Linked DNA regions of Rattus norvegicus: region 1 is linked to region 2. The links are chromatin contacts, called in public Hi-C maps. All regions are on one chromosome and are shown on one strand. Each heading gives the region's core, a stretch centred on a gene start, on an enhancer-like site or on the middle of the called end of the contact. The rest is flanking DNA. Distances are from core to core; before and after follow the strand shown. Region 1 overlaps Morn1 (MORN repeat containing 1). Region 2 holds the start of Morn1 (MORN repeat containing 1).

What was found. A called contact is a pair of places that touch in the nucleus more often than the background predicts.
Region 1: a Hi-C map of psoas muscle shows a contact between it and region 2, with 2.0 times the contacts expected there. The contact joins the enhancer-like site here to the promoter of Morn1 in region 2. A contact is called at or near these places in 6 of 12 Hi-C or Micro-C datasets (the A7r5 cell line, the Rat2 cell line, frontal cortex and 3 more).

The regions. Positions count from the first base shown.
Region 1 is chr5:170,982,498-170,987,836 of GRCr8, forward strand. Morn1 (MORN repeat containing 1) reads left to right here. Exons shown (of 14, transcript NM_001005544.1): 13 at 1,951-1,994; 14 at 4,423-4,722. The coding sequence ends at 4,571. Among named protein-coding and RNA genes, the nearest start is that of Morn1, 56 kb to the left of the region's middle. Within about 2 kb of position 3,209, at least 31 of the 93 cell types and tissues checked have an H3K27ac peak or open chromatin away from gene starts, as enhancers often do.
Region 2 is chr5:170,926,505-170,931,997 of GRCr8, forward strand. It overlaps Morn1 (MORN repeat containing 1), which reads left to right and starts at 2,829. Exons shown (of 14, transcript NM_001005544.1): 1 at 2,829-2,908; 2 at 3,674-3,745. The coding sequence starts at 2,833. It overlaps Rer1 (retention in endoplasmic reticulum sorting receptor 1), which reads right to left and starts at 2,476. Exons shown (of 7, transcript NM_001039012.1): 1 at 2,429-2,476.

The DNA of each region.
Region 1 (5,339 bases), core at 1,959-4,458, 56 kb after region 2:
CTTCTCTCAAACTATCTCTTGGGTCTCCTGGAGACCTGGCCTCAGGCCTGACCACATTGCCTCCCTCTACTGCCTAGTTAACCGCCAGCTCTGAGGGCCCCTTACTCCAGACGCCAGCTCCTGCCTGCCTCTGTCTGGCCTCCTCAAAGCCCTAGGGGTCTCTAAAAACTCTCAGAACTCTCAGGGTTCTTGTAACCCCCTTTATTTCTCTTAAAGCTGGCAGCCTGACAGGCTCTAGTTATTCCTGCTGCTAAATTATTTATCTCTTCCCCTTTAAGGTGACTCCTGGGGCCCAGCCGAAGCCCGTTTTCCCTACTTAAAATGAAGTCATTTAAAAATCTTTTGTCTTTAATTTTTTATCACCCAAACCAGGCATGTGGTCTTTTTAAGTTTGTCAAGGGATCAGAACCTGCTGATACTTAAGCCCCACCTGGACAGGGGCCCTTTGCACTGTCCCTAGCTCTGCACTGGCTGGAGGCCACCTTGAGCCTCTAGTGACAGGAAATCAGCTGTCCCAGATGGAGGGCCAGGGTCAGGGAGGAGGCCCAACGGCTGTAGTTTTGAGGCTCCTCCCTGTCCGTAGGGATCCATAGTTCAGCACGCAGCTCAGCCCGACCATCTGGGACTGGGGCCAGGTGTCTACACGGAGCCAGCACCCTCATCCCCCACCCCCAACCCCACTCCCCTCCCAGTCAGGAAACAGGAGAGGCTCTACAAACTTGATTCAGAGACCTAAACCCAGGATGTGCCAGAGGGCCCCATATTGCCACGTGTACTGGCCACATTCAGCGGGGCCTTGCCAGGTCCTCCTCAGATGACCCAACCCCGGGCAGCTGGTCCTTCTTCAGGGTGTGTCTCCAAAGCTGGACCAGCCCTCATTGGCTGTTTTCAAAGCCCAAGGGTGTGTGGGGCTCCGGCTTCAGTCTGAAGAATGTGTCAGACAGGGTTTGCACCTACCTTGGGAATCCCTCGGGGTTCTCGTGGATCCTGTGGGCAGCAATGAGGGTCCATCTTTCAGACACAGGAGCCAAAGGAGAGCGTCTGGATAGGAGTTCCAGAGTCAGGCCTTTCTCCTCAGTCCATCTTCATCGGTCCCTCTACTCCTCCCAGGCGACACTCATTGGAAGGCTCACATGGGTGCCTCATCCTCAAGTCACGTCTTGTGTGTGTGTGTGTATGTGCGCGTGCGTGTGTGCGCAAGTGTGTGTGAATCAAAGGACCTCCTTGGATGCTGTCCCCAGGAACATTACCCACTTCCCCTGAGACGAGGTTTCTCATTGGCCTGGAGCTCAGCAATTAGGCCAGACTGGTTGGCCCGGAAGCTCCAGAGGTGCTCTTGTCTCTTCCTCCTCAGTGCTGGAGTTACAGACACACACAACTGTGTCTGGCATTTTTACATGGGGATTGAACTCGGGTCCTCTTGCTCACAAAACAACAGCTTTACTGACTGAGCCGTCTCCCCTGCCCATTGAGTCACTTCTTTCTGAAAGATAATTTACTCCTCAGCAACCTCCAAGCAGGTCTAGACCTCAGATATGTTGTCAGACCAGCTCCCAGCTCCTCTCTCAATCACCCTAGTCTGTGTGTGAGAGACCCTAGCATCCCAGAAGCCATACCTGGGTTCTGAGGGAGCAAGACTAGCCAGAATCACAGGGTGGTCGTTACACACCTGCCCAGCAACTCCGAGATTGTGAGGCCCAGAGATGGGGCCTAGAGGGCAGGGAACAAGGAATGGGCTGCTTGTACAGAGCTCTCCAAGAGGAGACACAGAGAAGGTCACACACACACACACACACACACACACACACACACACACACACGTGTAGACACTACAGTCTCTGCCACCCTGGGTCCCAGCATTTGCACCAGAACCGTTGGCCTCAGTTTGGGTGGAATCAATACCCAAAGAGGATTGCCAGAGTACTCAGGTCCCTCCGTTGCTCCCCACAGGTCTGATGGGACCACAGCAGAGCCATCGACAGCTGCATATCTAGGTGGGTATTTAGATGTGAAGGACCCCGTCACTGTGGTTACAAAGGCAGAGGCAAACTGTCCTGGGGGATGGGCCTGTGGGTGGCGACGGTGGTCCAGGCAAGGCATGTGCTCAAGCATCCCAGAGGTAGAAGGAGGTGTGTGGGTTATGGGTAGGGGGAACATCGAACAGCTGTAGAGGTTATGGGTAGAGGGCATCAGCAGCTGAACCTGAAGGGTGCGGGAAACACAACGTGGCCATGAGTCTCTGATCCTCAGACCCTCATGTGCCCCAACTAGCATCCCTGCATACTGGTATACCTGACCCTCCTGTGGACAGTAAGAGCAATCTGTGGGCTCTCAGGTCTCAGCCAGCAGAGCCCAAAGTTTGGGGACAGGATCCTTGATCCAGGGCGTTTTTCAGAGCTGCTGTACTCCTAGGAACTGGGCAGTGCCTAAGCTGGGCCTAGGTGGGCGGCCTTTGGGCTTAGGCCCCTATTGTGAAGTTATCCTGTCTCGGGGAAATAGCCAAGCCTGGGTCCTCCCCACCAAGCTAGAGAGGCCCCAGTCCCAGAGAGCCAGGGAGGCCAAGGCTTTGACCTCATCAGAGCTCAGAACAGAAATGACTTCTCCAGACTCTAGAAGGGCCCAGGCCCGGGCAGCTGATACAGGTTAAACAAAGGGTAGACACTTGTCTGCCTAGCCCCCCAAAATTCAGCTTTGCTCCAGCACCTCCAGAATCCTGGTGAGAGGCCTGCGAGACCCATCTCACATAGGGTCATGGGAAGCAGAAACCAGCCATTCACAGCTCTGTCAGGGCCTCGAGGTCAGGGTGAGCCTGGGCCTGCTGCTCTGCTGGTGGGCTCTACTAGAAAGAGCCTGGAACAGGGGGACAGGGTGGGATGCAACATTCCCACCCATACCTACTGCTGAGTCTTTAGATTGGCCCTGGGCAAAGTCCCTGTCACCTCTGGACAGTGAGAAGAATCTTTCAGTTCCAGGACTGAAGCTGCCACACAGGGTAAAGCCAGGTGACAGCCAAATCCCTCAGCTGAGAGCTGGCCTGGGGGACAGGATTAGGGACCAGGACTGAACAATGTGGTGTCCGGGCCTCCAGTGCAAGCCACCAGCCAGAGCATCTGATGGGGGACAGGCCCCAGCAACAGGGTCAGATCAGGCCTGTGGCCTGGTTCCTCGGCCATGGCCGTGAGCTCACACTGGCTCCCCAGGCCAGCACCCTTGGCCCAGCCTGGTGCAGCTGCATGTTCCTGGGAACGCCTAGAGATGGGCTGCTTGGGAACACTGTGGCTGCGTCGCTATGCAGGGCTTCCCTCCAGCTGCCAGAGAGGCTGGCGTGTTGCCGGTGCTTTACTGATACAATGTGTCCCCTGCCCCAAGTACCCCAGTCCCAGTTCATGGGCCCCCTAGAACCAGTTTCTTCGAAGAAAATTCTGAAGGCCAAGCAAATTCCTCCAGCCCCCAGGCCCACTCTCATCCCATCCAGGAAGGCACAGCCCTTAGCTTAGCGGGGAATGGAGGGTCACTCGGCTGGGCTCTGGTGCGCTTGGTAGTGGGAGCCTGCCTCAACCCAGTTTCAGCGGCTGCCACATTCCTGGTGTGAGCCTGGGCCAGCCAAGGGGCTTTTTCCACACTCTGGTGCCAGCCCCAGCGGGCTCAGGGGAGGGAGAGAGGGCTGTTTCTATGGCAACTTCCCTTTTTGTTATTTCTTATTTTCTTTTTTATGGTTTCTCCAACTTTGAAGCTCTCCAGACAGTTTACAGACTGTGGAAAGGAAAAGTGCTTTTCCTCCTCTGCCCCCCCACCAGGCTTTCTCTCCCCCCAGACCCCCAGGCCTTCCCTCCTCCCAGCCCCCAGGCCTTCCCTCCCCACAGCCCCCCACAGGCCTTCCCCCCCCCAGACTCCCAGGCCTTCCCTCCTCCCAGGCCCCCAAGCCTTCCCTCCTCCCAGCCCCCCACAGGCCTTCCCTCCCCACAGACCCCACAGGCCTTCCTTCCCCCAGTTCCCCCCAGGCCTTCCCTCCCTACCCCTCCAGCCCCCTCCAGGGTCTCAGGACCCCACCAGACACTTCAAGCCTTGAGAGGCCCAGCTATTTCTTAAAGATTTAGAGAAAACGAATGTGTTTTCTCCAACAACAATGTAGTCAAGTATTTACAAAAAAAAGACTCAGCCACGTGGCCTAATTAGCAGTTGGGAGCAGGGGTCTCTGTGGCTTGATGTAGCTTGACCCTGAGGGCTGTCTGTACATCTGTCCCCTCCCCACACCTGCCTCCTTCATTCCCAGGCCTGATCTGAGAAGCTGGTTGCTTTGCCCAAACGCTTGCTAATGAAGCACCCAGCCTCAGAGATGACGGGGCTGAGATACCCAAGGGAGGGTGAGCCTGGGCTCTGGTGGTCACACTCACCTCAGGACACCCTGCCTGTCCCTCACAGGGGAGTATGTGCTCATGGTCTGTGACGTCACCAGCCCTCCATTCCTGGGCCACAGGCTGCCCACCACCTTCAAACACCTGCGGATCCTGGCAAGGGGGGACATCCACTTGCCCCATGTCCCTGAAGATCACCCAGAAGCTCTAAGCTAGAGGCCACTCCTGGCCATTGGACATAAGGGAACCAGCAATATCCTCAAGGGAAGGTCAGGGACCAAATCCTCTATTCCTAAACAATCTGAGAGCTGGGGACGGCCCTGTGAGCCCCACAGCTACTGACTTCAATAAAACTCTAAAATACCAACCCTGAGTAGCACCCCCATGGGGCGCCTTCTAATAGACTCTTCCTTGGCCTTAGCACTGAATTGATTCGGAGTCCTATGGGACACAGGTAGGGGCTCAGTGTCCCAGTGCCCTCTTGAGGACCCTCATATCTGCCCCACCAACAACACTATTCCCGGGCCCATGAAGGTCTAAATTAGATTTCCATGAAGGCAAGGACTGGGGGCAACTAGGCCACCCAGCCTGAACAGCCTCAAGTTCAGGTCCCCTGGCACTGCAAAGTGAAGAGGGTCTTCTTACCTGGTCATCCCCAGCATTGCTAAGGTAGGGTCATTGGAGGGAATCTCATAACTGCCACTGAAGGGCACACTGGCTGCTGGGGAGGCCCAGGTCTGACTTTGTCCCAACCCCCTGGGTGCAGCCACAAGCATCTTTTCACCAGGTCACAGGAGGTCTCTGGACCCGCCTTCTACCCTTATCTCCTACACTACTTCTGAGCATCACTTCCCAAGTCTGCCCTTCAGACAAGTACAGCATTCTGTAGCTTCCTCCTCCTCTTCCTCCTCCTCCTCCTCCTCCTCCTCCTCCTCCTCCTCCTCCTCCTCAAGATGAAACCACATTTCTGTCAAAAGAAAACAA
Region 2 (5,493 bases), core at 1,579-4,078:
AGAGTTGTGAGTGGGCTGCCACTTCCTGGACCCACTGAGTATGGTGCTCAGAGCTGCCCAAGAGACTGGGAACACCCTTTGTTCTCAGGTGTGTGCATAAACTAAATGCACACATTTAACTGAAGAACCTAGATGTGGCTCTCCCTTTCTGGGGGATTCCACATTTAAATAGAGACCACATTACAATGTACTACCTAGAATGGCCATTCCACTTCGGCCAAAGCCCCGCTTATAGAAAGCTATGTTAGTCACATTCAATACCCTATGGTATATGAAAATGCTCCCTTACTTTACAGTGTTTACCACTAAAACACTTTTGCTTAAACTGAGACATAATATTAAAAAGAAAATACTAGGCCTGGTAGCACGCACCTTTAAATCCAGTTTAGGAGGCAGAGGCAGAGGCAGAGAGTTGAGGTCAGTCTGTCTATATAGTGAGTTCCAGACCAACCTATCTACACAGGGAGGCCATTTTAAAGAAAAAAGACAGAGCTACTCCTTTAAAGAATGTATGCTAAGCTGAGCTAACTGTTTAAAACTCTGGTTCAGATGATGTGTAGAAAACCTACCAAAAACATATTAGTCGAGTTCTGATTATCAGACAAACCTATTAGTCGAGTTCTGGTTATCAGACAACACTGCTCTACATCTTGATTAAACTCCTTGCCAATAACAACCTGAGAGGCAGCACAGTGAGATTAAGAATGTGAACTTTGGAGTCCCACTGCCTGCTTCAAATCCCAGCACTGCACTTCCGAGCAGTGTGATCTGGGACAGCCTTGGGCTTGGACCTGGAATATGGGATGAGCGCCTCACTGCCTTCCTCAAAGGGCTCTTATGAAGACCTAGTGGCAGCCTGTGGTAGAACAAGTGCCAGTCCTGAATGTCTCAGACTCGTTCCTGGATTAGGGCAGCCCTCATACCAGCTGTTCCAACTGCAATTCTCTTCTCTCCACTCAGACTAAAGGTCAAAGAGGCCCTTCATGCTGTCCACAATGACCACCAATTCCACGTCACATCACTGCTGTTTCTACTTCCTGTAACAACTGTTTTCCAATCCCTTTCTAGTAATCTCTCAATTCCCTCTCACAAGAATGCAAGCTCCTTCTTGAGGGACCTTGTCTGGTTTTAGGGTGGGCCTCACACCTACAGTGCTTGCCACATACCTACTGAAATTGCTCTATGTTCCGTCACAAAAAAAGCAAGAGAAAAACTGTTCTAAGGGGGACACAAGTACTACACACAGAGCTTGTGCCCCATGCCTTGTTCTGGAGTCCATCATTTGGTTAGTTTCTGCAATCCATCACTCCTAAATTAGGAATACAGAAGAGAGGAGAAAGCTCTCTGCACAGCATATGAGGTGGGGGTAAGGGTGCCCGTCACTGCCTCCTGGTCAAGGAATGGCATGTGCATGCTTCAAGAGTTGTTCCCTTTCTGCCAACCCTTCCAGACCCTGTCCCTCTGAGTCCTTCCCTCTCTGGCCCCTCCCACCTTTAGGGGGTGGGTGGAGTGGGGATGATCAACTCAGATTTTCCCCAGTTCTTTCTTTACATCCTACCTCCACTGCAACCAGTTCCCCAACACACAACCTGGATCTAAGGCACAGAGTATGGGTTTCCTGATGCTCTTTTGAGCACTTATGAGGGATTTCCACATATTGTGAGTTTAAAAAAAAACTCACATCAAAAAAAAAAAAGTTGCAAGACATATAACTAGTCTCTAGTCCTTTTTTTTCCCCCCCAGACAGGGTTCCTCCATGTAGACCGGGCTGTCCTGGAACTTGCTCTGTAGACCGGGCTGGCCTCAAACTCACAGCCTTTGCCTCACGTAAAGGCGTGCACCACCACCACCTGGGTAGTATCTATTATTAAGAGTCAGGAAAGAAAAGCCACTCGGGTGTTCTCAATGTGAAGGTAGGTAGCCCTCTTGCACCGAAACCCTGCTAAGGAAGACAATGTATCTGCACGGGGCTGGAGGTACAGCCTAGAGGGCTGGGGATTTTACTGCCTTACTGTCACCGTATAATCTAGACCCATTTAACCAGCAACCCTTCAATCCATTCAGTAACGTCTTCGCACTCTGGCTTAATTCCTACACGTGTGCCCCGAAACCGAACACGGTAGTGGGGTAGCAGTAGGACACCTAACACATGCCGCCCGGATCTGTGAGGACGACAACAGGCCACCTTCTTCCGAAGCCAGGACCCGGGGGGTTTGGGGGGAGCGAGCCGCGGCCGGATGGGGCAGCGTTTAGCATTCCCCTCGCGTACCCCTCTCGGATATCGGCCGGCCCCTGGCAACCCCTCGCCAGTATCAAAGGCGCTGCCTGGCCCCGCCCGCCTGCCCGCCCGCCCATGGCCTTGACAGTACAGAGGAAGGCGGCGGTGTGCCGCCCGGCCAGGTCCGCACCACCAGCCCACCCCCAGCACCTCGCAGCTCCGGTGCAGCCGAGCCGCGGTCTCCCTCACGGCTGCGGAAGGAGGATGGCGGGCAGGGCGGCCGCCAGAGCTCGGCTCCGGATCCGGGAAGCTGCACAGGCACTTCCGTTCCGTCCCGCGGCGCCGCCTCCAGCCGCCAAGATGGCCGCGGGGCGGGGCCCAAGCTCCAACCATTTCCGCTTCCGGTATGGACGCCGAGGCCGTTGGCGGGAGTGCTTCCCGGCGGAAGAATGGAGTTGGCGGAAATGCGCCGTACTGCACAGGCGCATTGCCGTCCTCAGGCTCCGGAAACGACGCGTTTGCTTTGAATATTATGGTCACCTGGCCACGCCCCATAGCAACCGGAGGCCAATGGCAGGCAGCTTTGTGGTTGCCAGGGAAACTTTGGCGGCAAGATGGCGGCAGCTGAGGATCAGAACCCGGCTTCGCTCCAACCTCTCCGGCACTCGCCGAGACTGCGACCGCGAAACGGTACGGGCTGCGTATCCCCGCTGGAGCTCGGTTGCGTTCGCGTTCTCCACAGGCGTGGTCCAGGTTGCAGTCTCACGGCCAGGCGGCCCTGTGTCAGGGGGGCCGATAGAGTCGAGGTCAGACTGGCCTGGGTGAGCACACAAGAACTGGGATTGCGGGCCCGCCCAATGCAGTCTGATAGAAAATTGTCCTAAAACCGGAGAAACAGGTCGATATGAGGCCAGAGTCCACGGCAGTGCCACTGTCTTCCCGTTCCAGGCTGAGACTTGCTGGCAAGGAAGCAGTGGGGTTGCTTATGAGGAACAGAGATGGGTGTTGGGTGTGATGTCTCAGAGCTACATGATAAAAGATGAGGCTAGCTAGGAGTTCTTAGGAGTAAATGTGGATTTTTGTCCCGTGGGGACAGGAGGATGGTGAAGGTCTTGGCAGGGTAGGCTCTTCGCTGTATCCTAAGTGAGCTTGTTCACTGCTTCTGTGGCCTCACCACCTCCATTTGAATCCTTCCCCTTAAAAGCCTACAATCAGCTTTGGTCCTAGCCCTCTTCTGGCCAAGCCTGACTTTTCCTCGCTACTTATCCATGTAGCAAAACCGAAGGGAAGGAGAGGGAGCATACATCTTGATCGATTAACCAAGGTGAAGCATCCTGTCACGTTAAAAAGATTGATGAGAAGTGACCTGAAGACTACTCCAGACCCTGAAATGCCTCATCTCTGTGTCTACTGATGTCAAAACATCATGATGTTCACCTTCTTTTCTGTACACAGGCTATGGCGTATATGTATACCCAAATTCTTTCTTCCGCTATGAAGGAGAATGGAAGGGAGGCAAGAAACATGGTAAGAGGCCTCTGGTCATTCTAGAGCCCATACCAGAGACAGATTCCTGAGCAGTGTGGGAGGCAGTTAGTCTTGTACCAAACATAGCCCAGTACTGTGCCTGCACACTGGTACCACTTGGCCCCAGTTATGGCGGAACCAATGGAAGACTTGTAGGCTTGGAGCTCATCACATGCTGGTGGGTGGTAGAACTATGGGTGGAAAGGAAAGAGTGGTGCGGTGGTCCCAGAGTGACACACACAAACACCATCATGGCGTACTGTCTGCTTGTTATTGGACACCCAGGGCTCTAATCCTCAGAGTTAGTGTCTCTGTGTTCCAAACAAAAAAACAAAAAACAAAAGCAAAAAATGGTAAAACTTGAGAAAGAAAGAACCCTGCTCTGTGCATCATGCCTGTGAGCATTGCAGTTTATAGAAAACCACCAGACAACGGCCAGAAGAGATGGAGATTTTGCTGTAAGACATTGGATCTGTTGATTCCTGGGGAAAGGCAGCTGCGTTCTCAGCAGTCTGCCTCCTGTTGACTCTCTTAGAAGCACGGAGGGTCTGCTGTATTTTCCCACTTGGGAGGCAGAGGCTGGTAGATCTCAAGTTCAAGGCCAGCCTTACTGCAGCCTTACCATGAATTTCAAGACAGCCAGAACCACATACAGAAATCTTGTCTCAGAAAACCAAAAAGAAGGAAGGAAGGAAGGAAGGGAGAGAGAAAGAAAGGACTATATTTTTAGAAAACCTGAGCAATAGAGGGAAGAAGTACAAAATGAGCATACCCTGGAATGACCCGCTCACACACGTACACGCATATCAGAGAAGTACTGAGTCTAGACTTTCCAGTGTCTAGACTTAATGGCTTTTTTTCCATTTTTAGACCCTGCCTGCCCCATAAGCAAGAAGGCTTGTCACATCTGCTGGCTACCAGAGTCTCCTCTTCATTTTCTTTTCTTTATCTTTTTGTTGTTTTTTGTGTTTGAGACACGACCTTGCTATATTATATAGCCCAGGCTGGCCTTGAACCCACAATCCTTTGGCTTCAGCCTCCCAAGTGCACCACTGCACCCAGTCTCTACAAATATTGTCTTTATTATTTGTTTTTTGCTTTCTTGCGACCCCAGGACCTGTAAGAATGAGGCAAGTGACCCACCAGCAGGCTGTGTCCTTAGCACCATTCAGCTTTTGCTTAGTGTTCTCACCACACAGGTGTTTCTCATGCCTCCACCACCCACCATTAAGGATTATCTTACCGTAAGCAGGCACCAAGGCTCATGTCTACAGCTATTGTCAGAGCCGCCTGAAGAGTCGCCCACTTTTAAAGAATGTTCTCCAGGGGCCAGAAAGATGGCTCAGAAGAGTGCTTGCTGCACTGCACTTGCAGAAGACCAGAGTTCGGGGTTGGGGATTTAGCTCAGTGGTAGAGCGCTTGCCTAGGAAGCGCAAGACCCTGGGTTCGGTCCCCAGCTCCGAAAAAAAAAAAAAAAAAAGACCAGAGTTCAGTTCCCAGCACTTATATCAGGTTGCTCATAACAGTCCATAACCCTAGCTCTGGGGAACCTGACACCAACTTCCAGTCTTCATGGGCACTGGAGACTGGACACAGATACTCGTGCACCACACACACACACACACACACACACACACACACACACGTCCTTTGTCCCCATGTGGATGAAGGACAAACAAGGTCTCATGTGCACAGCTCACACCTCTGTGGTCACTTCAACGAGAGCTGGTGGTCAGGAATGTGTTGCT